Linked DNA regions of Macaca mulatta: region 1 is linked to region 2. The links are chromatin contacts, called in public Hi-C maps. All regions are on one chromosome and are shown on one strand. The core of a region is the stretch at or near the end of the contact, and the rest is flanking DNA. Distances in the headings are between cores, read along the strand shown. Region 1 holds the start of TGFB3 (transforming growth factor beta 3). Region 2 overlaps TTLL5 (tubulin tyrosine ligase like 5).

What was found. A called contact is a pair of places that touch in the nucleus more often than the background predicts.
Region 1: a contact with region 2 is called in a Hi-C map of fetal cortex germinal zone, with 6 times the contacts expected there. The contact joins the promoter of TGFB3 here to the enhancer-like site in region 2. A contact is called at or near these places in 5 of 14 Hi-C or Micro-C datasets (cortical neurons, fetal cortex germinal zone, fetal cortical plate and 2 more).

The regions. Positions count from the first base shown.
Region 1 is chr7:149,187,493-149,190,236 of T2T-MMU8v2.0, reverse strand. TGFB3 (transforming growth factor beta 3) reads left to right here and starts at 1,344. Exons shown (of 7, transcript NM_001257475.1): 1 at 1,344-2,454. The coding sequence starts at 2,103.
Region 2 is chr7:148,909,118-148,911,817 of T2T-MMU8v2.0, reverse strand. The region is part of intron 7 of TTLL5 (tubulin tyrosine ligase like 5); the gene reads right to left. Among named protein-coding and RNA genes, the nearest start is that of TTLL5, 40 kb to the right of the region's middle. Within about 2 kb of position 1,372, at least 1 of the 40 cell types and tissues checked has an H3K27ac peak or open chromatin away from gene starts, as enhancers often do. A contact at or near this core is called in fetal cortex germinal zone, where this site is marked.

The DNA.
Region 1 (2,744 bases), core at 95-2,594, 280 kb before region 2:
TCGGCTGCTCGTGGGAAAAGGCCTAGAGGTTCGGGCCGAGAAGAGGAGCGAAAGCAGAGAGCCGACTTCCCCTCACCCATCTGGGAAATGGGCTCGGGCCAACTGCTGACTTCGCGCTCGCTGGCGCAGCTCCCTGCGGAGCCCTCGGCGGGGAGGGAGGCTGAACATCTGGATGACATTTCTGCGAGAGCGGCTCCGGAGCAGCGGCTGGGGAGGGAGAGGTGCGCTCGTGCGCACGTGGGACCGAGAGGGAGGCGATTCCTCGGGGCCCGGGTCTTGTTTTTCTCGCTCTCTACCGCAGCCCCTTCTCCCGCCCCCCAGCCCCAGGCCCCGAGCCTCCCCGGCTCCCGACGAGCCGAGCTCCTTCACTGGCGGCCTCGCCTCGCCAGAGGGCACCCTCGATCTTCCGGAAAACGCCACCATTTTTCACTGCCCCTGGAGCATCTCCAGGCTTCTGCCCGCCTCCCGACTCCGATCTTGTCAATGAAGAATCGGGCCAGGATCGCCGCGGAGCGGACGCTGACCCTCCGACCCGACTCGCAGGCCGGGAGTCCCCTCCGCGAGGCTGGCACGGCCGCCCCTACCGGGTCCCGCGCCCTTTGCGGACCCTGCCCCGGGTCGGGCCTGGCCCGGGGGCGACCCCGGGACCGGGGGACCACGAGGGAGAGTAGACGCCGGCCGCGGACGGCGCGGACTGACAGCTGGCGAGAGGGCGCTGGGGCTGGGGGAAATGGAGGGAGGGGGCTCATCGGAGTAACTTTCCAGAAAAACAGCCAACGTGTAGCAGGAGTGATTCCAAGAGGGGAAAAAAAGTTCAGCTACCACGTCGAACGAGAGGACTCGCAACGTATTTTTCAAATGGGCTCGGCTTTTCCTGTGCCTGTTTAAAACATTAACATCGTGCAGCAAAAGAGGCTGCGTGCGCTGGTCCCTCCCTCCCCCACCCCAGGCCAGAGACGTCATGGGAGGGAGGTATAAAATTTCAGCAGAGAGAAATAGAGAAAGCAGTGTGTGTGCATGTGTGTGTGTGAGAGAGGGAGAGGAGCGAGAGGGAGAGGGAGAGAGAGAAAGGGAGGGAAGCAGAGAGTCAAGTCCAAGGGAATGAGCGAGAGAGGCAGAGACAGGGGAAGAGGCGTGCGAGAGAAGGAATAACAGCTTTCCGGAGCAGGCGTGCCGTGAACTGGCTTCTATTTTATTTTATTTTTCTCCTTTTTATTTTTTAAAGAGAAGCAGGGGACAGAAGCAATGGCCGAGGCAGAAGACAAGCCGAGGTGCTGGTGACCCTGGGCGTCTGAGTGGATGATTGAGGCTGCTGCGCTCAGAGGCCTGCCTCCCTGCCTTCCAATGCACATAACCCCACACCCCAGCCAATGAAGACGAGAGGCAGCGTGAACAAAGTCATTTAGAAAGCCCCCGAGGAAGTGTAAACAAAAGAGAAAGCATGAATGGAGTGCCTGAGAGACAAGTGTGTCCTGTACTGCCCCCACCTTTAGCTGGGCCAGCAACTGCGCGGCCCTGCCTCTCCCCACCTACTCACTGGTGATCTGACTTTTTTTTTTTTTTAACCTTTTTTTTCCCCCTTTTCTTTTCCATTCTCTTTTCTTATTTTCCTTCAAGGCAAGGCAAGGATTTTGATTTTGGGACCCAGCCATGGTCCTTCTGCTCCTTCTTTAAAATACCCACTTTCTCCCCATCGCCAAGCGGCGTTTGGCAATATCAGATATCCGCTCTATTTATTTTTACCTAAGGAAAAACTCCAGCTCCCTTCCCACTCCCAGCTGCCTTGCCACCCCTCCCAGCCCTCTGGTTGCCCTCCACCTGGCCTGCTGGGAGTCAGAGCCCAGCAAAACCTGTTTAGACACATGGACAAGAATCCCAGCACTACAAGGCACACAGTCCGCTTCTTCGTCCTCAGGGTTGCCAGCGCTTCCTGGAAGTCCTGAAGCTCTCGCAGTGCAGTGAGTTCATGCACCTTCTTGCCAAGCCTCAGTCTTTGGGATCTGGGGAGGCCGCCTGGTTTTCCTCCCTCCTTCTGCACGTCTGCTGGGGTCTCTTCCTCTCCAGGCCTCGCCGTCCCCCTGGCCTCTCTTCCCAGCTCACACATGAAGATGCACTTGCAAAGGGCTCTGGTGGTCCTGGCCCTGCTGAACTTTGCCTCGGTCAGCCTCTCTCTGTCCACTTGCACCACCTTGGACTTCGGCCACATCAAGAAGAAGAGGGTGGAAGCCATTAGGGGACAGATCTTGAGCAAGCTCAGGCTCACCAGCCCCCCTGAGCCAACGGTGATGACCCACGTCCCCTATCAGGTCCTGGCCCTTTACAACAGCACCCGGGAGCTGCTGGAGGAGATGCATGGGGAGAGGGAGGAAGGCTGCACCCAGGAAAACACCGAGTCGGAATACTATGCCAAAGAAATCCATAAATTCGACATGATCCAGGGGCTGGCGGAGCACAGTAAGTCCAAATTCTCGCTGGGGTGTCTGCTCTGGAGGGTCTGAACTGGAGCTGGGAGCTCTGCAGAGCGGGGCCTAGTGCTGGCCACACAGCAGGGTGCCCCAGGATTCACTAGCACCAAGGCTCAGGAGGTGCGATGCTCCTCCGTTGGGGCTGGGGAGGTGGGTGGGGAAGGACATAGAGCCATTCTGTTAAGAGCCGGTGCTTCTGGGAGGCCAGGAGCCCTGGAGCTGAGCGGCTTGCTGAACTCACATCACATCCTTGACTGATTTTAATTTGGAATTACATTG
Region 2 (2,700 bases), core at 123-2,622:
GACCTTAAGATTAAAGCTCAGGTATCCATTAAGTCACCGTAAAGCAGAATGGTATGGATTAAGAGTGTCTATGCTGGCATCATCTGGACCTGAGTTACAACCTTGACTCTACCACTTACTAAGGAAATATTAACTACCTCATAGGGTTCATATATGGATTAAAAGAGATTATGTTTAGAAAGGACAGTGGTAGGCTCAATAAACATTAGTTATGATTACTGCAAACTTAACAGAATATATGTGGTTCTAATTACAAAGTCCCACAGTTCAACAGCATTCATCACGACCTGCCACATGCCATTCTACTCAGAGTACTGAGTAGCAGTATTATGAAAATTAAGAGATACATAATAATTAAGATAATTTCTCAAAAGCTTTTAAGGAGTGACAACACAGTAGGTACTCCCGAAATACTTGTTGAGAAATGAGAAAAACAGAGGAAACCTAAGATAAAAACATATAAGCAAACAGAAACAAGAGAGTACAGAATTATATTCACAAATATAGGAGGGACTGGAGTGACCTAACACTCTCCTAATACATGCAAGTCTCAGAGCATGTATCAATACTGTATTTACCATGGATCGTGTGTGAGACAAGGATGACTCAACTTGACTTCCATAATCAAATTCATACCTTATTCAGAAAACATCCATTCTTTCCCCTCCTTGATCTGAATATACTAAATTGGGAAAATACGGCCTTTAGCCATGGTTACTGAAGGAGTGGAGCAAACACAGCTCTGTTCCTTTATGCTGTATTTCTAGAGTTAAAGAGCACATCCTTATGAGACCACATTAGTCAACCAACCGAGATGCTTCCATCTATGGTCCACACTTCTCTTTTCAGTGCTACATAAAAGTGATGCTTTTGCTGTCCTTTATCCTGTTCTCGTAATGGTAAAAGTTGCTATTTGTAGAGAGTTTCCAAAAGGTTATGACTACTATAGGGAAGTTTTAATAAGTGGCCCTCTCACTCCAGTGGGAAGACAGGGGAAGATATTTCCATTTGGCCCTCACACCAACTCCATCCCCACTGCCTAAATCCCTCACTCGCTCGCATTAGTTCTGCCCCCAGACCCTCGCCGCAGCCTTCCCTCTCCTCACTCTCCTGCTCAAATCTAAAAGGAAAGCAGGCAGCAGCCTTGGAAAGAGTTACTTCATCCAGTTGGCTAATGGGTCACATATTCCATGGGAAAGGATCCAGGTATGGAAAAGAGGGGATGGTTATGCCTTTTGTGTAAGCAGAGAGAAGAGTATTAACAACATGGTTTGCAGGTCTGGGTAAAAGGTGGTAAAATTCCAGTTTCGGGGTGAAACGGGAGTATTTTCCCATTATGTCCGCATGTTGCCAGCTCCCCTCATGCCTCCTGGCATCTTCCCAGGCTTCTGTCTGGCACTTCCACTAAATACCTAAAAGAATCAGACTCATTCCAAAGCTTCACAAAGAGGGAGGGGGAAGGCAAAAGGTCCTGCCAAGTACTTTGATCTATGCAGGGGGTCTCAAGGGATTCAGCCCAAGGAGAGGTGGGAGGGAGAAAAAGGCTCTTACACAGCCTGCCAAACACATTCTCTAAAGACATGTCACCCCGTTGAGATTCGGCGTCCAGGGAAGAGTTAGGGCGCAGGGTTCTCGGCTCCACCAAGCAAAGTTTAACTTTTCTATCCTTTATGATGCTAGCTTTAAAATAACAAATCACTAGGGCAAAAGAGCATTCCAAAAGAAAAAAGTCCCAGATGAGCTGGGAATAGATCCTATTCTTTTTGAGTCATGTCTAAGAAAATAAAAAGCAAACTCGTACCATAGCTGACTTTCAACAAATTCCATTTGGCAGCTAAAACCCAAACCCAAACTAGTGCCGTCTATGAGATTCAAACAACACTGGAGCTCCTGGCACAGAGCTGAAGGAAAAGCTGTTGGAGAGGGGCCTTCATCACCAAGGTCAGAGCAGAGACAAGAGGAGACAGAGCCAAGGCATATGACCATGACCTTATGTCACAGGAGACTCAGGGTAAAAGGCCTCCAGAGTGGCCTAGGCCAGGTAACAGAAGTTGCAGCCAATGCCTGAGGCTATAGCAGTTGCTCTACCAAAACCAGATCCTGTATTTATTTGGCATGAAGGATCTGGCCATTATTGTTTATGGTACCGTTTTGAGTCCAGCCTGAATTTAAGGACTTTCCAATGTGAAAGATCACTCAGAAAGTTAAGTTTCTACACATATGGCAAACAGCTCAATGTGAAAAGACAACTGGGGAATTTAAGATGGGGTTCTGGTCCCACATACAACTTATCTACCTACCCCTGCCCTTCCAGAGTTCCAGTGGAAGGATAGAAAGAATATTTTCAAAAGAATGAAATGATATTAAAGCTAGAAAAAAGTAAAAGGAGCCAGAAAAGTCCAAAAGAGATCAAAGTGATCTTCTCAAGGAAGCTCCTGCAAATTTCCAAGCTTGTAGTCAACAAACATGAAGATCAGGGATCAGCCAAGGAATCAGAATCAGATAATTAACAAACAGCATTTAGAACAGTGAGGCCAGTAGACATGTGGGTATAGAAATCTGATAGAGGAGACTGGAACTTGAGGCCACTTTATCCCCAATACACACAAAAAGGAAAAGAAAGGTAGCTCTGACCAAGAGGGAAATCACCTAAATCTTCTTCTACGTTCGCAATATGGCCCACTCCATTTTGGCAAGGTG